Regions from separate parts of the Mus musculus genome. Here all the other regions are linked to region 4. The links are chromatin contacts, called in public promoter capture Hi-C maps. All regions are on one chromosome and are shown on one strand. Each heading gives the region's core, a stretch centred on a gene start, on an enhancer-like site or on the middle of the called end of the contact. The rest is flanking DNA. Distances are from core to core; before and after follow the strand shown. Region 1 holds the start of Cep250 (centrosomal protein 250). Region 2 holds the start of Edem2 (ER degradation enhancer, mannosidase alpha-like 2). Region 3 holds the start of Ralgapb (Ral GTPase activating protein, beta subunit (non-catalytic)). Region 4 holds the start of Rpn2 (ribophorin II). Region 5 holds the start of Trp53inp2 (transformation related protein 53 inducible nuclear protein 2). Region 6 holds the start of Lbp (lipopolysaccharide binding protein). Region 7 holds the start of Nfs1 (nitrogen fixation gene 1 (S. cerevisiae)).

Region 1 (2,700 bases), core at 48-2,547, 1.3 Mb before region 4:
ATAACCAACTGGGAATCAAATAAAAATTTAATGCTGGCCTGGAGAGATGGCTCAGGGGTTATATAGCAGTGACTGCTTTTCCAGAGGTCCTGAGTTCAATTCTCAGCAACCTCATGGTGCTCACAACCATCTGTAATGGGATCGGACGCCCTCTTCTGGTGTGTCTGAAGACAGCTACAGTGTACTAATATAAATGAATAAAAAATTCACACACACACAAAAGAAAGAAAGAAAGAAAGAAAGAAAGAAAGAAAGAAAGAAAGAAAGAAAGAAAGAAAGAAAGAAAGAAAGAAGGGAGGGAGGGAGGGAGGAAGAAAGAAAGGAGGGAGGGAGGGAGGAAGAAAGAAAGAAAGAAGGGGAAGAAGGAAGGGAGGGAGGGAGGGAGGGAGGGAGGGAGGGAGGGAGGGAGGAAGGAAGGAAGGAAGGAAGGAAGGAAGAAAGAAAGAAAGAAAGAAAGAAAGAAAGAAAGAAAGAAAGAAAGAAAGAAAGAGAGAAAGAGAGAAAGAGAGAAAGAGAGAAAGAGAGAAAGAGAGAAAGAGAAAGAAAAGCCGGGCAGTGGTGGCGCACGCCTTTAATCCCAGCACTTGGGAGGCAGAGGCGGGCGGATCTCTGAGTTTGAGGCCAGCCTGGTCTACAGAGTGAGTTCCAGGACAGCCAGGGCTACACAGAGAAACCCTGACTCGAAAAACCAAAATAAATAAATAAATAAATGAAAAAAATCAATGCTAAGAAAATGCGTCAATAATGATTGTACAATATATTATCAAAATAACTCCCCGTTCCTAGCGGAACGCAGTCAAGTAGCGGTAGTCATAACCGGACAAAGTAGCCAACGACACAGTTGTTTGCGAATGTTCTGTTTCCTGGGGCTGCGTGGAGGATCAGTAAAGATCTAAAGCTGAGACATTCGTTTGCCCAGATTTAACTGGAGCTAGGTGCTTTCACCCAGTTACTGTACTTGGCTTTGTTGGTGAGACAGTGCGCAGGTGCACCGAGACCTTGGCTACACGCATGCGCAGTACTTAACTCTGAAGCCACAGGCGGGAGCTTACGGGCGAGTGTTTCTTCTCCACCTCAGAACGTTCAGTGCTAGAATTCAGAGACGGTGACTGTCTTTACTTTTGGAGAGCGACCTTGGTCTCACTATATCCCCCCCTTTCCTTTTGGGCTTCTCTAGTAAGTTGGCTGCCAGTACTTAATATGGCGAGAGGTTTGCAGCGGCGCACTCATTCCCGGCGCTCGGCTGGACTGGGCTGGGCGGTTCCCCACGAAAGGGCGGGAGTTTGACGGGCGGGGCCTGGCCTCCAGACTGAGGGCGGCCCCAGGCCGGGCCTGCAGGTTGCTGCAGCGGCCTCGGTAGCTGCGGAGCGCTTCGGGATCCCCGGGAACCGACTCTGGTGAGGTGGGCAGGGGCAGGCGGGAGGCGCTGAGCGTAACGGTCCGAGGTCCAGGGCCTGGGCGCCCGCGGGGATGTCGCCTGGACAGCGGCTTCCTGTATCCCGGGAGGCACCCCGGGCCCAGAGAGGGGCTGGGACCTGTCCCAGTGGTCGGGGCCTGCCTGCCTCAGTTTCCTGCTGCAGCCGCCGCCCAGAGAACCTCACACTCGGGTGGCCCACTGTCGTAGCCCGGAGCTGACGGGATGAGATGCTGCGCGCCCTGCGGATCACGCTCCGTGCACCCGGGAGTTTTGCAGCGCCCTGTGCTCATACGGCTTTGCATGTGATCTTCCCCTGAAAGTCCGCTCTCAGCCCACTGCCCCATTATCAGAACTTTGATTTTTCAGAACTCAAAGATCACTTCTTTAAAAATCTTTCTTGAGGCCTGCTCCAGGCTCAACTGATCAGATTCTTGCCTTTTGCGAACTTTGCCCAAGTCAGTGTTCTGCCACTCTTTCTTGTTCTGGGCTTGTTAGAAATCATGTCCTTTTTTTTCAACTCTTATGCCCTATGATGACTACTAGTAACTAAAAAAAAGTTACTGAATAGTCGAAAGATGACAGCTCTATTAAATGCATTACCTACAAAGGCCCCTTTAATCCATGCAGCGATCTATGGTGTGCGTTCTGTATATTCACGTTTTATGCACGAAGAAACAAGCACTTATAAATCAAGTTTCACAATGAGCTAGAACCCCCTACGAATATTATGACTTAACTAGATTGCCTTTAGTTTGCTGTTTATACGTTAGCCTGTAAGATATGGAGGTCAGGGTTGCAACTCACGTTTCAATAAAAGGGCTGCTTTTTTTTTTAACCCAGCGTCTTATGCAGCCAGTCAGTGTTGAGATTTCAGGCCTGTGAGTCTAGGCTGGGCCCTGAGAAAGCTTATGAAGTAGGATTGATAATATTACCAAATCGATAGTTTTCTTAACAAAAATCAAGGCCAGCTCTGCACTGTCTTACTGGTACATCTACACCCTGTGCTGCAGGAACATATTGTCACATTTTGCTCAAATTACCTCAGAAAGCTTCAGGTGTGGATGTCATTAATTCATTCCCCTTAGGAAATGCTCTGCAGTGCTGTGAGTTTTATATTTTTTGATTTTGGCAGCTAATGAAATGAGAATAGAATTTGGAATTGAATTAGACTTTGATTTCCGCTTTGCTACTAACCAGTTGCGCCTGGTGGACACGTGAAGGCTATAGAGGACGTTGTGGAGATGTCTTTAGCCTTCGTGTGGGTTAGAATCATTAGGCCAACT
Region 2 (2,700 bases), core at 111-2,610, 1.5 Mb before region 4:
AACTGGAGAGATGGCTCAGTGGTTGAGAGCACTGGTTGATCATCTCATACCCACAGGGCACCTCACACTGTCTGTAGTTCAAGTTCCAGGGAACCTGACACCCTCACATGGTTATAGATACAGGCAAACAGCCAGTGCGCACTAAATCAATAAATCATTCTATAAAAACGAAGCAAAACAAAACAAAACAAAAACCAACTCAGGATTACAGCCCTAGTGTCAGTTTTGGCTAATGCAATGATTCTTTGCTCGACTGGGTTCTTTATTCCAGTGAAAATGAAAAGATGATATGGTAACACAGAATTACTAAACGAAAATGAATCAGGTGACTTGTATGTATGGCGGTGAGAGGAGTTGGTATGAAGCTAGACGGGAAATATTTTTCAGTCATAAAGAGTACACCAACTACAAAGGGTCTTAACTGTGGGGAGAATAACGTTCCTCCTGGGCCTGTGCGCCCACCTATAAAATGAAGGAGTTGAGTTTCCTGACTCCCGGGAGTTTTTTCAAAATATTTTGTGACTCCAGAAATGTCCCCAAGTCCTCATACGTGGTTGCCTGTTCGGCTGAGGTGAGTCCAGAGGGCTAGCCTGCCAAGTTAAGCCAAGACTTTTTTGTACTGTGAAAAGCTGTGTAGTTCTGACAGCGCTGGTTTGGACTGAGGGGACGGGGTTGAATCAGCCCAGGTCGGAAACTTTCCACAATCAGTGAGACCATGAAGCCACCAGCCCTCCTATGATCCCGGCCAACCCCCTTGGCCCTCAAGCTGGCTCTACCTGCCCCAGGTGTCGTGCCCATCACAGGTGAGAGGTCTCAGCTCATCGTAGGGAAAGGCATTTTCCAGGTAACTGTCGTAGGCGTGGTAGAACATGGCCTTGACTCGCTCCCTGGTTCGAGGGATGAGAAATAAGGTAGGGGGCCAGAACACAAAACCAGGCGGGAGAAAGGACCAGACACAGGACGGAGAATGGGAACCACAAAATGATTTCTGCCGAGGGCCCAGCAGCGGGACCAGAGCACGTCAGGGTGGGGGTCCTGGGGTGGAGGGAAGGGAAGGGACCCGGTGGGCGCTTGCCACTCCCCAGCCGTAGAGAGCGGGAGCCTGGCCCCCTTCACCTGTAGTGGGCGGGGTCGGGCGCGGTGCCGTCGGGGCCTGGCGCACCATGGTGCAGGGGTAGCAGCACGCACACGAGGCCGAGCGGGATGAGTAGCCGGAAAGGCATAGAGCTCGTGTCCTGTCAGTGCCGCCGCAGCAGCTGCAGCCACCGCCACCAGCTCATCCTCCGAGCCGCGGCTGGTTCTTCCGGGGATACGCACCACGACGCCTGCGCGTTGGGCAAGAAGCCTCTCACTTCCTGACTACAAAGCCCAGGATGCAATGGGCGGTGGAGCCCTGGCAAAAGAGCATCTCGGGATTTCTGGTCTACAGAGAGGAGTTCAACGTGTCTTAAAGACAGTGGTTGCTGTGGCTGCTGTTAATAATGTTTTCACAATCCCAGTTTCTGTTTGTTGAGCACCTTCGGTGAATTAAAGTGTTAGGAGCACTTTACAGGCGCCATCTAGTTAATTTTTGTTTTTTTTCCAAATACCTTTTAAAGGAGGGGCTAGCAGGTACTCAAGATTTGAGCAGATGCCTATGTAAATATGGATGAAAAATGTTCGGCTTTGACTATAATAGACACAGGGTTTGACAAACCATTGTGTAAGTAAACTCTAGAATTATTTTCCCAAAGCCTTAAGGTTTCCAGAAATCCCTTTTGTTCTAGGAATTCATACATTTATGACGGTCTTTCACTTTAGGGTGCCATGAAATCACGGTCCCTTCAGTCTCTAAATCAACCCAGGACTTTACCTGGACCATCTCAGTGGCTGCCATCCCTGGTGAGAATGAAGACCCAGCATTCTTCCTTTAAGAACATCTGGGCCGGCCGGGCGGTGGTGGTGCACGCCTTTAATCCCAGCACTTGGGAGGCAGAGGCAGGCACATTTCTGAGTTCGAGGTCAGCCTGGTCTACAAAGTCAGTTCCAGGACAGCCAGGACTACACAGAGAAACCCTGTCTCGAAAAAACAAAATAAAACAAAATAAAAAGAACATCTGGGCCAGTTTCCCCACTCTCTTGCTAGGTCCTAGACTCTGTTAGTGCGCTATCTACAGCAACCCCCTTCTCTTTGGTCAGTGGAATGAGCTGTAGACAACCCTAGATTTGAAGTTCGATTGGGGTTCATTACGACTCTACCATTCACACATAACCTATATAACCTTAAAGGAGTCCCTCTCATCCTCCAGGCACAGCACCCACATTTATGAAAGGGTTTGTCTAAACTGATATTTGAGATCCTTTTAATTTGAACTTTTCTTTAATTCTAGCATTGCCCAACTCTTCTTTGCTGAAAAATTCAGAGGGAAATGGCTGCTCCATTTATTGAGCAAAGTGCAGGCAGACTCTGCCTTCTTTGGCCCAGTTGTTTGTTTGTTTGTTTGTTTGTTTGTTAATTCTTGTTCTTTGACAATTTCATATATGTATGAATATGTTCTGGTCACCGCCCCTCCCCCATTACCTTCACCATTCTTCTCTCCTCCTTTTTCCTCCCAAACCCCTCCTACTGTCATTTTTTGTGGTTGTGATTGGGGTAGATTAGGTTTAATTAGGGCTGCTTACATAAGCATAGGTGAAGAGTTATAAGCAAGTTTGGAGCAC
Region 3 (2,700 bases), core at 98-2,597, 1.1 Mb after region 4:
CAATGGATTGTGGTATAAATAAGGCCCACCACCCTCTTTAAAGCAGGAAAGGAGTACAGAGTCCATGCAGTTTCCTTGGTGTGTCCTAAAGAGGCAGGTTTCTTTGCCTTGTTTTACATTTATAGTAGAGTCTTCTGCAAGATCTCAGAATGACTGCCACATCTCCTGGCATTGTATTATACCATGGTTCCAATCATGAAGTTGGGGAAAGTTGAAGGACACAAAATTTCTCAGGACTTCCTTTATATCCTAAGTCTCCCTTGGAACTTTGGTTTATGCTTTATGGACTAGAACTTTGTTTCACTGGTATGCTGTCAAGCAGGGGAGGGGGCTTTGCTTTTTGGCCTCTGTAGTGTAGAAGTGGGAAGGAGAGAGGGGCTTGGAATAGTGACCATGTGATAAAGCACTTATCAAAAACTGTCTAATTGAACTTTACTGCTTCATCCACACACTGTCCTGGCACATTGTTACCCACCCCTTCCCCTCTTCCTGTAGGTGAGGTTGTGGTCTTAAAGAATCCTTGTTTTATCTCTTCTACGAGGGCACTAGTTTCTTCTTCACTCCTACTTGGTTCATGGTCTCTTCTGAGGATGACAGTCACCGTTTTCTCTGCTTTCCATACAAATGTGTTTTTTGCACAGCCTAACACCCTGATCCCTCCACCTCTGAGTTCCAAGGTCAGTCACAAGGCCAGGCTCTCTATGAAGCTGTCTCCATCCCTCTTTCCTCTCAGCCTGACACGTGGGGAGTACGTCTAAAATGTTGTTACTTTCCTCGTGGAAGTTGAAACGAAATTCTTGACAGTGGTACTGTTTGCAAAACGTCCGGTGCATGGCAGGTGCTCGAACTTGTATCTCTTGTTAGTAATAGCTTATCTCCCCGATCAGATACAACTCGTTGGTGACAGGTTCTGAATCATCCTTTTAAAGCACGTCAGGCCTGGCGAGGACATTGCCCATAATAATGCTGCGCCCATGTAATAAGGGGCTGGGCAAAGGAAGAGCTACAATGCTGAGATGTGAGACATTCCTTTAGCCTGAATGGTAGCCAACTTTTCATAGAGAAGCCCCTTACTCTTCTGCACTAAGAACATGTAGAAGCCAGATTGCTTCTGGAGCTGGCACCGCGATGACGTAAGTGTCCGTCACTTTACTCCTCCCACTCCACCGAAGCCCGAAAGGGGGCGGTGTGGGCAATCGCGCTTCGCGCGGCCCTCTGGGACGGCTGCGCACGCGCAGCTTCCGGCTCCAGGCTCGGAGACTTATTTGACGCTGCCCACTCGGTCCCTTCAGAAGTCGCGGGTCAGCAGCGCCGCGCAGGCGCAGTAGTCCCTTCGGCTGGGGAATTATTTGACGCCACCGCCCCTGGCAGTCGGAAGTTGCTTGAACGGAGCCCAGCCGGCCGGCCAAGCGACCGGTGTTCGTCGTCCCCTGGGCGCCCTGGGAGAGTCACTGACGGGTGGACGGACTGACTGCCGGTGGAGGGCCGGCCGGGGCAGTGGCAGCGCGGGCCGGATGGCGCGGGTCGCGTGAGGCGGCAGGCCGAGTGCGGCCCGCGGTGCGCCCGCCCAGCGATGCGGGCCCCGCCCGTCGCCTCAGGTACGCGGCGGCCGGCGCGGTGCGGCCGGACCCTCCCCTCTCGCCGTGCTTTTTTTTTTTTTTTTCCCTCTCCTCAGCAGCTACTGAGGCAGGGGCTCTTTGAACCTCCGCTGCTCCCGGGGCCGAGCGTCGGCGGGCGCATTCCTGGGTTCTGAAGTGGCCGCACCGGGCGCGGGAGCACAGTCCTGGCCCGCGGATTCTGCCGGGTGTGAGCGAACCCGGGAGGGTCGGACTGGCGGAGCGCCCCCCTGGCAGCCTGGGGACAGGGGCGGGTCTGGAGTGGCAGCGGCAACTCCGGGGAGGATGCGGTCCACCGAGGGGCAGGTGGAGTTGCTGCCGTCCGGTGAGGATGCTACTGCCCAGGGCACGGTGACGCTTGCGAGGAGAGTAAACAGCCACCCTCCGCAAATGCTTGCTTTCCGCCAGGCCCAGGCCAGATAGGGAATTTGAGCACCCTGCACGGCAGGACTGTTACCCCATTCTACGGACCAGGCAACCGAGGCCCAGAGCGATCGGGCGCCTTTGGTGCCCAAGGTCATAGAGCTGGGTAATTTGAACTCAAGCAGCCTTGACAGTCCGATCCAGGTTCTTAACCAATTAGGTCATTGGATGTCCAACTTTGATGCACGGTAAAAATCACTTGGGGAGTTTTGAAAAGATTCCTGGTGCCATAGCACCTCAAACTAATTAAACCACCATGTCTAGAGGGTAGGGGGAGACAAATACTAGTATCTTTCTAGTATTTGTCTTTCCGGAGATCCCCTAGTGGTTCTGGGCTATAGTGAGGTTTGACAAGTGTGAAAGCATGTAATCTCAGAGGTCTGACAGTGCCTCTCCAGTTTATGTGTGCAGGAGGATGCTTGTTAAGATCGTGGATTCCACTGGCAGAAATTCATATTGTCACTCCCTTCCCCCCAGCGCGCCCTTGTTCTATTGCTGGAACTCTCCATTTCTCTGCCTCAGCCTCCTGAGTGCTAGGATGGTAGCTGTTCACTAAGAGAGAACTTTTCCTTAGATCCACAGACTACCACCCCTTTGGTAGGTAGGCCTCCTTGAGGGTGAGACCCAATTATGGATTCTTAGCAGAGCTTTTAAAAAAAAT
Region 4 (2,700 bases), core at 3-2,502:
CTGTATGGAGGAGTGGTCCGACTCCCCGCTACATATCTGGAGTGATACTGAAGAGAAGCAGCATTGCTGTATTGCAAAATTCTACATGTTCACAATAGTTAATTAGCACACATCTAGGCTGTCATCAGAACGCAAGGGCTGAAATATTTCCTTCCTTTTAAAGTATTAAAAGTAACATTTCACAGAATAATAATAAAGAGTAAATAAGATAACATATGTAGGGTGCTCAGTACTCTTTCTGCCTATATTGTGAGCTCGGTAATCAGAGCTACACATTAGTTCTGGCTTCCATTTTTGAGTCTGTTAAATTTGCAGACCAGCGCATCCCTCAACCCTTCCTGGAGTAGACAGCAATTAACACGGAGACCCAAAACTGGTCAACACACAGAGAATAAGAGATCTTGGGACACTCAGCCCTAAATGGGATGTCTACAGCATCCCCTTTACCTCAGGGCTCATGGGCGTGGGTCTATGTGGAAGAGGAGAAGGATTGTTTAAGAGCCAGGGGTGATAAACGGCTTCCAATAAGCAGTTTTTCAGGGATTGTGTCAGTATGCACAAGACCCACAAAAGCTCAAGCCATACAAAACACAGAGAAGGGGGAGTGGGCACAAAAGACCCAACTGTAGCCAAAACTATTCATAACTGATAGCTGCTGGGAGAGGGAAAATCAGTTTTCTTCAGTGGAGTGACTGGGTATATCAACCACTCTCCAGGGCAGGACTCCATGCTTAGTTTGTTTTTTACTTTAGAAAGAGGAAAAATAGAGCATGAGTTGGGTGTGTAGGGAGTTGGGGGAGGATATGGAAGGTGTTGGGGGAAGGAAATGAATATGATCAAAATATATTGTATGAAATTTTCAAAAAAAAAAAATCAAACATTTTAAAACGCTCCTCTCCGTTACCTGTATAGCTCACAGGTTTGAAAACTGGATAAACCCTCACTCACCAGCCAATTATTAATAATCTAAGTAATGCATTAACCATAATTTCCCAAAGTGGATAAAATCAAATGTTACGATAACGCTCCCCTCCCAACCGGACCCTTTTAAAATTGGCCGGGCTGCGGGAGAGAACCGTGAGTGACAGCGCGTCCGGCCAGTCACTGTCACTGGCCAATCAGAGGTGGCCCCGTCTTAGGCCCGCCCCAAGGCCCGGCCCAATCGGGTCCCGGTGGCGGCGTGAGCAGGGCGGTTGAGAGGCGGTCGGTTCCAAGTGGGTCCCGGCGCGGGGGAGAGGACGGCTTGGCAAGCAGGACCCGTGAGTGAGGTTCGCACGCCGCGACTCAACTGCCCCACACTGCGGCTGCCGGGCACGGCCCTGCCAAGCGGGACCGCCGCGACTGACCTTTGCCGGGAGCCCATTCTGGCAAGTGGCGTGTGCCGCGGGTCCCTGGCGTCCCCTCCGGCGCGCTCTTGGAGCCACTTCCCGGAGCGGAAGTCTGCCTGCTCGGGCTCCGGTGGGACCTGCTCGGAGGAATGGCGCCGCCGGGTGAGGCGTTGCGCATGGCTCAATAGTGGGGCCCCGCGGCCGACACGCTTTGGGGAGCGGGGCGTCGCCCGCGGGAGGCTAGTGCGGACCACACGGGCGCCGGCTAGGCGCGGTTCCCCTCCCCTACGGGGCAGGGGCATGGGCACGGGCGCTTTCGGGGTCGAGCGTGTGGCGGAGGCTGCGAGCTGGTGAAGTGCTGGGGACCCGAAGGGTTGGTGGCGGGGCGTGCGACGTGGGACTACGGGTCCCCGCAAGGCCGAGCGCGAGCCCGGGCAGCGCGGAGCCCGAGCCTGGCCTCCTCCATTCATTCGAGTAGTACCAGCGGCCTACGCCTGTCACAGAGAGCCACCCCTGGCATCATGAAAGCTTTTGAGCATGTCACTAGACTTTCTTCGACTTCTAGGTTCCTTTTCCCTGACAGGGACAGGAGACTCACAGGTCTGTCTGGGAGCTGAAAGCCTAGGGTATGAAGTGATATTACGGGTGCAGACTTGTAACCGGCCACGTATTGATTGTGAGAACAGAAGCCAGGGACTCAACAGCTTAGTTTCTCATCTGGTATCTGCTTCGCAAGAGTTGTGTTAAATGATATTTCTGTGCTTGCTTTTAACAGTGCCGGGCAAAACTCAATGCTTGGTAGATTCTGAGTGGATAGGTGGGAATCTTAGTGTATTCAAGTCACTATTTTATTTGTTGGTAAAGTGGCTAAAGTCAGAACTTGCATTGAAACTTAAGTTTGAGTTTCAGTTATTTGTCTCAGGGCAAGGGAGTGGGCACCTACTTAAGAACCTTTTTTCTTTTCTTTACTTAGATAGGGTCTAGGGAGCTGGGAGTTGGTTCAGTGCAACTTGTGGATCTGAGTTCAAATCTTAGCACTGGGTATGGCTGGCTGCATTGTGCACGTAACCCCAGCATTGGAGGGCAGAGACCAGCAGATCCCAAGAGGTAACCATCTAGTCTAGCAAAAATGGTTCTAGATCAGTGAAAAGGCCCTGCCTCAAGGCAAGAAGGCATAGAACATCAGAGGAAGTCATCCTGTGTTTACTCTGGCCTCTGCATGCCTGTGCACTGGCATACACTTATGTGCATGTACCACAATACACACAGAATAGGTAGGGTCTTACTATGAAGCTGGGGCTCCAGCTCAGACTCACCATCTTGCCTCTGTTTCCCTAGTCCTGGAGTGACAGGTATGAAATAGTTTACAAAC
Region 5 (2,700 bases), core at 87-2,586, 1.9 Mb before region 4:
CAGGCCATTGCAAGAGCTGGGGCCTGGAGCACAAACCTGGCAGAGTCTTGGAGGATGACGGGTCTGGAAAACCCTGTCAGTTCTAAATGTGAATATCCATGGCAGCGTGACAGATAAACTAAGGCCCAGAATAGTAAGGATTTAACTTGAAATCACACAGGTTGAGACACAGGACTGGAAGCCAGGTTTCCCTTTAGAACCCTGGAGTTCAGTCCCTCTGGTGTAGGGTGTGATCAGAGTCAAGGCTAGTACCTGTGAGTTAAACTCCTGGCTCTGCCAAGGACTATTCCTTAATTACCTCGGAAAGTTGCTTAGATTCTCCTGGTCTGTTTCTTTAACTGTAAAAGGAGGATGCTACCTACCTTTTGGGTTTATTGTAAAGATTAAAAGGCAGCACAGTGCTTGGCATATGGTAAGTGTTCAGTGTCAGCTGGCAGTCTGGAAGAAGCAACCGTAGGTGCCCCTTCTTCTTTCCCTCCCCTCCCTCGGAGTCTCCTGTAGCTCAAGCTGCCTTTCAAACTCTTGAACCCATTTCTATCTACCAAGTGGTGAGATGAAAGGCAGGTACATGTAATCTCAGTTTCTCCACATGTAAATCAGGACTAACAATCCCTGCCCTGTCTGTCACTCTTTCCCCCCTGACCTGTTCCGGTAGCAACGTGGACTAAATAAGGTATGTAAACGTTCTAAGCCGAGCTGTCTCCAGGTCAATGTTTATTCAGCTTAGAGCAATTTCTTTCCAAGTCCTACGCTGGCCAGATTTCCTGTCAGCCCCATCAATTCTCTAACACTCGCAGGTGCTCCTTTGTAACCGCGGAAGGGGCAAGGTCCGCTCAAGCCCACCGTAAAAAGGAGCGGGGAAAACAAAAAACATAGAGGAGGGAGAGCAGGCAAGTAGGGCAGTGTAGAGAAGTGGGGTAAAAGGACAAGGAGGGTAAAAGGGACTTACAGATGGAGCGCGGCGGGGGTGGGTGGGGTGGGTGTCCTGCACCTAAGATGCAGGAGAAGGGATGTGCGGAGCTCTGGGGCAAGTGAGGGAGCAGGGATGTGTGCGGAAAAAGCAGCGAGGTGGGATTCTTGAGGAAGAATTGGGGGGTCGCTTTCAGTGTGAGGTCTGTGGGTAACTGGGGGCAGGGAATTCGGGCCGTCACCTCCACTCAGACAGAGGCTCCGAGAGCAGCTCCCGGGCTACAGCCACCCGCTGGCAAACCGCGGAGGGGCGGGGAAAGAGCATTCGGCGCCTGTGATTGGCTGCCGTCCCGACGGCCGCTGACGCGAGCGGGCGGGCCCCTTTGTGACGTCACAATCAGCTGTTGAAGCGTTCGGATTTGTGCCCTGAGCCCGGGCGCAGCGGCCGCAGCAGCTCCGGGCGTCCGTTCGGGAGCCCCGCCGTCTCTCGGCCCGTCCCCGGTATGCGGCTCCAGTTGTGAGCACCGGCGACCCGGGGACGCCCGGCCGCACAACTACCTCAGCGCAGCGGTTGCTGCAGCGGCCCCAGGTGAGTCCCGACCTCCGGGCTGGGGGCTCCGGGCACCCCCAGGACACGCCCTGCGCCCCCCTCTCCCGTTCTTTGTCTGTCTCCGCCGGCGGCAGCCGGAGCTGCGTTCTTGGCTCCCTATTGGTTGCTCCAAGCCGGTAGGCCATGACGTTGCTTTATTTGCATATGACATTGAGACGTCACCAAGGCCAGCCCCGCCTTCCAGGCTTGCATGGGTGCTTGTCCTCTGGTGACCCGGTGGGCGCTATGTCGTGCCCAGCCGGCCGAGGGTTGAAGAGACGCTGAAAGACAAGCGGGATCCGAAGGGACTCGGCGGTTTCCTGGGCTAATCTAGGGACTGGGGTCAGGCCTCTCATTTGTTTTTTCCTTGTGACCTGAGAGAGGGTAGGACAGCAAAGCTCGATTTAAGTTGAGAGGGCGGTAAGTAGATGGAGCTTCAGACTCCAGGTCCTGGAGACACTACCAGATGGTAGCGGATCCCCTCTGTCTTCAGGCTCCGCCCCCTAACATAATAACATCCTTCTAATCCCTGACATGTGTGCAGAGCCTGAGTTGATGTCATTTTCAGCCTACAAATATTGAGGGTCTTAAGCCCCACTTCACGGAAGAGGAAACTGAGACTCAGAGAGACGTAGTTTACTGGAGATCTCAGCCAATTAGAATCACACTCACTAAGTGGTAGATTCCTTAGCTGAAGTATAAGCTACATGCTTACATACATCTACTGAGGACCCTATCTTGGGTTCAGCACCAACCACAATTTGATGGGATGCTTCAGTCTTCATGATCCTGGACATTTTCCCAGGAGGTCTCTGAAAATTGGGTCTCTTACAAGGCCCTGACCTCCTCTGCCTTCTTTCTACTTCAAAACCCAATAAATGGCCGTCTCCCAGCTGTTTTGACCACAGAAAGGTGAGTCACTAGTTGCCTGCCTCCAGGTGTCTCCAGGGCAGATGTTGTTGAGAGGGAGTTGGGAGTTCCCTCTGTGGGCCTCCCATCAGAGCTGTCAGCTGGGAGAACCAGACCCTTCCCTGGCATTAGTGATGCAGAGCTTATGCTGTTTCCTGAGGCTGCTTCCAGAGTGACAGAAGGATGTCTCTTACTTTCCAAGTAAGTAGATCTGGAGTCCTTCCCAGGTTGAGGGTCGCTCAAGAATGGCCTGGGCTAGGGTTGGCTTAGGCCTCCAGTGCTATTCTAGGCAC
Region 6 (2,782 bases), core at 13-2,512, 1.0 Mb after region 4:
TCTAACCCTCAAAGCTTCAACATGTTCAACACAAAGAGGTTTCACAGGGAGAGAACAGACTAGACTGTGGGCAGGAAGGCTACCCATTTCTCGCAGTTTTCATGGCCCTGGGTGTGAGTCACTTTTATTTTCCTCTTACTTTCTGGCTGTGGAGCGCTTCAGTTTGGCCTCACATGCATGGGTGCTTTGTTCATGCCTTAGTATTATTCCACAGAGCCTCTGCCTCCTGCGTGCATTAGCTTTACATGCTTAGGGCTTTTCCGTGTCAACCCTCGGGGCAGTTCAGGGGAGTTGTGTTAGTTTATACTCAGGAGGAAAGGCTAAAGAGGACAGGCACTGCATGCTCTGGTGTAGTGCGAGGGTCCCTGAGGCTCTCTATTCTGTAAACCTTAGAGTGCTTATCGGGCAACATCTTTATCATAAGCTGCATTTAGAATCCTGGCACTGGGAAAGTAGAAAGGGCTTGAAGAGGATCAAGAGTTCAAGACCAACCTGGGCTACATAGGAAGACCCCCCTCCCCCATCTCAAAAAAAAAAAAAGAGAGAGAGAGAGAGAGAGGAAGGAAGGAAGGAAGAGAGAGAGAGAGAAAGAAAAGAGAAACAGAAGAATTTTCTAGAATGCAGGGAAACGGGGCACACGTGATCCTCACAAAAGGTAAAAGAGAAAGCAGAATTGGAAGGGTGACACGGCCAAGCCCAACTCTCAGAAGACAGGCACCGTCCCTCTCCCCTGCCGCCTTAGCCGGTGCTCACTCCTCTGCCCGGGTCATGCAGCGCAAGGCAGCTGACACATTAGAACTCGGACTGTTATGTACAGCAAGTTCCAGCTAGGGTCATGGGGCATCAGGATGTTCTGAGAGCTTTCGGGTGGTGTTTGGTTTGGCGTGGTGCTGGAAAGATATGCCAAGCTGCTGTTCAGACAGCTATCCCATTGCAAGGTTGGGAGGAGAAGTCCCTATTTAAACAAACAGTTAAAAGAACGGAGAGCAGGGGAAGACAATCCTACTTTTCCTTCCTGCTTTCATGGGCTGGGCTGTGACCCTGAGTGAACCTCAAATTCCTGTCTGTGACACCAGGCCTTCCTAGCAGAGAGTCAAGAAGGTTGGCAGAGGCAATGCAGAACCTCCAGAGAGTGTGGGGTTTCCCCCTTCTCCATGCAGGGGAGAATGGGAGTGGCTTATCCCCTTGGCACCAGGCCTGCCCTCCTAACCTGTGCAGTGATCACAACAATGACCCTCCCCCACCCCCCACCTCCCACCCCTGTGGTGTCGCAAGAGGGTTCCAGTCAGTGGGCCTCTCTTTCCCTGGGCCTCTCTTTCCTGCTCCCAGGAGCCCGCCCTCCCTCAAGAACCGCCCCCTAGCCCTGGGCCTTGACTAGTTAAGAACACCAGAGCCAGCCCACTCTGTCACAGTCCTCACTCCCCCACGGAGCATCCAGGATGAAGGCTGGGACTGGACCTCTGCTCTCTACATTGCTGGGGCTGCTGTTCCTGTCCATACAGGGAACTGGCGGTGTCAACCCCGGTGTGGTGGCCAGGATCACCGACAAGGGCCTGGCCTACGGTAAGAAGCCATAATATAGGCTGGCCAAGGAGGCGGGACACCAGGCACAGCCTGGATGTGAAGGGCATTGTCCCTCTGGTAGGGAGTCTGCTATACGGGTATGTGGCAATAGCTGCCATCTGGCTGGTCACTCTCCAGATATGTGACCTCAGCCCATAGCTTGTATTTTGAGGGCTGGGGGGAAGGTTTGGGGTCCAGCAGCTGAAGCAGGAGGTAAGAGAGATAAGCAGGTAGCAGTGGGCAGATAGGCTGGGAAGAGAAGGCAGACAGCCGAGGTAAACAGCCCCACACAGCAGCTGGAACCAGTTCTTTGGAAGAGTCTTGGTGGAATTTGAAACCATCACCTAAAACCACAAATCCTAAGTGAAGGCAGTTAGAGACTGGGAGGGCCAAGCAAGGCTACGGACGGGGATGGGATGTGCCCCCTTGGCATCTGAGTGGCAGTCATGTGACTTACCAAACATTAAAACTTATTGATCAGTGATTGCTTCAAGGTGAGCACTCCTTAGGTACCTTTATGCATGTCACTCCCAACTTCCCTCCCTCCCTCCTTCCTTCCTTCCTTCCTTCCTTCCTCCCTTCCTTTTTAAATGTTCATGTATTGCTGTCCTGGGAATTGCACATGCTAGGCAGGTACTTCATCACAGAGCTATGGCCGCAGCTGCACCTTCTCTTTTTTGTTTTTGAATTTTGGACAGCAACTCCCTAACTTACCCAGGCTAGCTTTGAACTCACACTATAGGTAAGGCAGGTCTTGAACTTGTGATTCTCCTGCCTCAGCCTCCTAAAGTAGCCTGGGTTCCATTTCTGCAACACCAGGCTTGATCCAACTTGACAAACTAAGAAAAGGTATTTAACAAGCTACTGAGAGTGACACAGAATTATCGTGTCCAAGGGGTGAGGGAGCTGGGATGTTTGTACAGCCCAGACCTATCACTTCGGTAGAGCCTCCATTGCCTAATCTAATGGAGGTCATAACACTGCTTCAGTTGAGTAGGGATAGTGGGATCTAAAACAGGCTATGGACAGAAGGGAAAATCAGGGAGGGCTTCCAGGGGGAGGCAAAGTAGAACCAGCAATAAGAACTAGCCAGGGACAAAGGGTGTCGTTCCATCAGAGGGATCCTGCCATATACACCCTAAAGAGGAGGTCTCATTGAAAAGGGTGAAAATGGATGTCACTAGTGACCTGTGTGCACTGCCTGGCTGGGTGCAGACTC
Region 7 (2,700 bases), core at 118-2,617, 1.1 Mb before region 4:
CTGGCACATTTAACAAACAAACAAACAAACAAACAAAAGTTTGAGGGGGCTGGAGAGATGGCTCAGCAGTTAAAGAGCACTGACTGCTCTCCCAGAGGTCCCGAGTTCAATTCCCAGCAACCACATGGTGGCTCACAACCATCTGTAATGGAATCTGATGCCCTCTTCTGGAGTGTCTGAGCATAGCTACAGTGTCCTTGTGTATATATAAAATTAAAAACAAAACAAAATAACAACATAGGTTTGAAACTCCCTATGTGGCTTAGGCTGGTCTTAAGCTCACTCAAACTACCCATGCCACACTGTCCAGCTCCAACACCCGAGCAATTACTATTAGTTATAATGCCTGTACTGGAAGGATCTGACAGGGTCAGTAGCTAAAAAACAGTAAAGCCTTTTCTACTAAACTAACATCTTAGCCTCCTGATTCCTGGCAGCTCCTTTTCCTAGCACATTTAATAGTTCTCAAGTCGGATGAATTTTAGCCTGTCGGTGAAATTTGTCCTTCTAACCTTTCCTCCCTACAAAGAACCTCTGTTAGTCCTTACCAGAGGAGTGGTGGCCTGTACGTCCATGTAGAGAGGTCGCAGCACTGCCTCTGCCTCTGAGTGAACAGGCGAATGGGGGCCATGATCTACAACTAACAACAGATAGCAGTGGCAAAGTGAGAAACCGTGGACGAAGGGCACACAAAACAACAGATGGTCAAAGCTTCTTTGAGGTGAATTTAAGGAAGGCGGAGGTCCAGTGTCAAAGTAAACAAACAACAACACGCGCTGAAAGACATCGAGTTAAGTAATAGACACAGGGTTCTTGGAAAGGGCGCGGGCAGCAGCAGTCGGGGGCAATGTTTAAACTACATAGCACCGAGTGGGACGAGCTGTAAAAAGCAAAGCCATTTAGAAGAAAAGTGAAAAGCGCAGGTTCCTTCAAAGGTTCACGGCAGGAGGAAGCTCATCTAGCATCTTTAAGACTTGGTCAGGAGAGAACTGAAGGATGAGAATTCCGCTCAAGGGAAGTGCGGAGCAGTATGTAAGGGCCCTCCCGAAAACAAATAGGAGACCGGGCGACGGGAAGGTTTAAGAGACTGGGCGATGGAACAAGGCGGGTAGGATCCGCAATAATGCAGTGCTTAGCAGCACCGACCCAAGGGGGTTCGCTCCTCCAGAAACCGTGGGAACGAAAAGGAAAGGGAACGTACCGCGCAGGCGCAGTCCCCGGGTGGGCACCGAGGACCTTCCCAGGGCCAAGGAGGTAGCCGCCAACGACGCCCGCCTCCAAGCGGCTCGCAGCAGCATGTTCCCAGCCACAGAGCCCACCATCCGCGGCGCTTGCAAGTCCTCAGCCCATGCTCCCGGAAGTAACTGCGCTGTGCTCCGGAAGCGATCCCACGGACCGCGAGCGCCCTCCGCCTAGCATTCGGAGTGAGACGTCGAGCTGAGCGATCGCAGCGGAGAACGAGGTGAGGTGGGGCCCGACAGTGGCCTGCGTCGCGCGTGCGGGGTCCTCCATCGCGAGGGTGGTGGAGGCGTGCCGCGGGCTGGCTTCTGACCCGGGTGCTATGTGACCCTGCTGTGCGTCCCCTGGCCGACGCCACGGCTGGTGACCAGGCCCTCACTGTCCTAGCACTCTCGCCGCAGATGCCGGTGGCCGTGGGTCCCTACGGGCAGTCCCAGCCCAGCTGCTTCGACCGCGTGAAGATGGGCTTCGTCATGGGTTGCGCAGTGGGTATGGCGGCCGGGGCGCTGTTCGGCACCTTCTCCTGTCTCAGGTGAGCCTCGCGGACAGAACTTCCTGCCTTCCGAGGGCTCCAGAGCCCACTCAGACGAGGTTGAAAGCACAGGATTTACGGATCTGAGTTCTAAAGTCAAAATGGCTTTCTGACTCCTTTGTTAGTTCAGTGTTATTGAGTTTAGTGGAGTACTGGACACTTACCTCCACTTTTGTAAGAGCCAATCATATTAGTATGATTTACATTATCTGGCACGTCGTAATTACTTAGCGAAGGGTTATTATTGTTGCATGGCGTTTTAACTCCCAACTGCATGTAATGAAGCAAGCCTGATGAGAATTAGGTGTAGTGAAATATTCTACCTCTGAGATAAACTGCTATCACATTTGGATACTGTGCTTATAAATTACTATTTACCCAGCACTAGTTTAATTGTAGTGCTAAGTACTGTAGTTAACCACCGAGCATTAGCTGTGAGCACCTTAAATCCACCAGCACTCTGGACGGAGTGGCAGATTCCTGAGTTCGATACTAGCCTGGTATATAAATGTGAGTTCCAGACAGCCAGGGCTGTTACACAGAGAAACCGTCTCAAAATAAATAATAATAATAATAAATAATAAATTAAAAAGTGTAGTTACCGAGTCTGTAATGTCCATTTTACACTTTATGCAGTTTATAAATTGCAGCGCTTGACTCAATCTAGGTTAAACAAAACAAAACACTAAGGAATTATCTAGAAGAAAACTGGCTACTCAATGATAAAATACCATAGAGGCACAAACACGACTGCTTTCTTGCCCATGTACTTCATTATCTCTGCATCTACAAACTAATGCAGCATTCAGCACAGGTCCTAGAGACCCTAGATAGATATTTTCCTTGTCATTGCTAATCCTATGTGGGGAAGAGTAGCATTTTAAGAATGACAAATGAGATTGTCAAGCTGTTAGTGCTTAATATATTCA

Evidence for each region. Promoter capture Hi-C pulls out the DNA fragments that hold promoters and counts their contacts.
Region 1: a contact with region 4 is called in a promoter capture Hi-C map of liver, with 2.6 times the contacts expected there. The contact joins the promoter of Cep250 here to the promoter of Rpn2 in region 4. A contact is called at or near these places in 2 of 39 promoter capture datasets (liver and pre-B cells).
Region 2: a promoter capture Hi-C map of pre-B cells shows a contact between it and region 4, with 4 times the contacts expected there. The contact joins the promoter of Edem2 here to the promoter of Rpn2 in region 4. A contact is called at or near these places in 2 of 39 promoter capture datasets (liver and pre-B cells).
Region 3: a contact with region 4 is called in a promoter capture Hi-C map of liver, with 3 times the contacts expected there. The contact joins the promoter of Ralgapb here to the promoter of Rpn2 in region 4. A contact is called at or near these places in 2 of 39 promoter capture datasets (liver and pre-B cells).
Region 5: a promoter capture Hi-C map of pre-B cells shows a contact between it and region 4, with 4 times the contacts expected there. The contact joins the promoter of Trp53inp2 here to the promoter of Rpn2 in region 4.
Region 6: a promoter capture Hi-C map of hippocampal neurons shows a contact between it and region 4, with 3 times the contacts expected there. The contact joins the promoter of Lbp here to the promoter of Rpn2 in region 4. A contact is called at or near these places in 5 of 39 promoter capture datasets (3T3-L1-derived adipocytes, cranial neural crest, embryonic stem cells and 2 more).
Region 7: a contact with region 4 is called in a promoter capture Hi-C map of pre-B cells, with 4 times the contacts expected there. The contact joins the promoter of Nfs1 here to the promoter of Rpn2 in region 4. A contact is called at or near these places in 2 of 39 promoter capture datasets (cranial neural crest and pre-B cells).

Annotation. Positions count from the first base shown.
Region 1 is chr2:155,955,261-155,957,960 of GRCm38.p6, forward strand. Cep250 (centrosomal protein 250) reads left to right here and starts at 1,298. Exons shown (of 33, transcript NM_001130000.1): 1 at 1,298-1,397.
Region 2 is chr2:155,728,115-155,730,814 of GRCm38.p6, forward strand. It overlaps Edem2 (ER degradation enhancer, mannosidase alpha-like 2), which reads right to left and starts at 1,361. Exons shown (of 11, transcript NM_145537.2): 1 at 1,117-1,361; 2 at 777-887. The coding sequence starts at 1,223.
Region 3 is chr2:158,408,506-158,411,205 of GRCm38.p6, forward strand. Ralgapb (Ral GTPase activating protein, beta subunit (non-catalytic)) reads left to right here and starts at 1,348. Exons shown (of 30, transcript NM_001291138.1): 1 at 1,348-1,598.
Region 4 is chr2:157,277,846-157,280,545 of GRCm38.p6, forward strand. It overlaps Rpn2 (ribophorin II), which reads left to right and starts at 1,253. Exons shown (of 17, transcript NM_019642.4): 1 at 1,253-1,490. The coding sequence starts at 1,478. It overlaps Mroh8 (maestro heat-like repeat family member 8), which reads right to left and starts at 1,704. Exons shown (of 25, transcript NM_001039557.4): 1 at 1,347-1,704. The coding sequence starts at 1,630.
Region 5 is chr2:155,380,520-155,383,219 of GRCm38.p6, forward strand. It overlaps Trp53inp2 (transformation related protein 53 inducible nuclear protein 2), which reads left to right and starts at 1,337. Exons shown (of 4, transcript NM_178111.3): 1 at 1,337-1,498.
Region 6 is chr2:158,305,231-158,308,012 of GRCm38.p6, forward strand. Lbp (lipopolysaccharide binding protein) reads left to right here and starts at 1,263. Exons shown (of 15, transcript NM_008489.2): 1 at 1,263-1,563. The coding sequence starts at 1,440.
Region 7 is chr2:156,142,819-156,145,518 of GRCm38.p6, forward strand. It overlaps Nfs1 (nitrogen fixation gene 1 (S. cerevisiae)), which reads right to left and starts at 1,368. Exons shown (of 13, transcript NM_010911.2): 1 at 1,202-1,368; 2 at 549-640. The coding sequence starts at 1,322. It overlaps Romo1 (reactive oxygen species modulator 1), which reads left to right and starts at 1,335. Exons shown (of 3, transcript NM_001164216.1): 1 at 1,335-1,462; 2 at 1,641-1,771. The coding sequence starts at 1,641.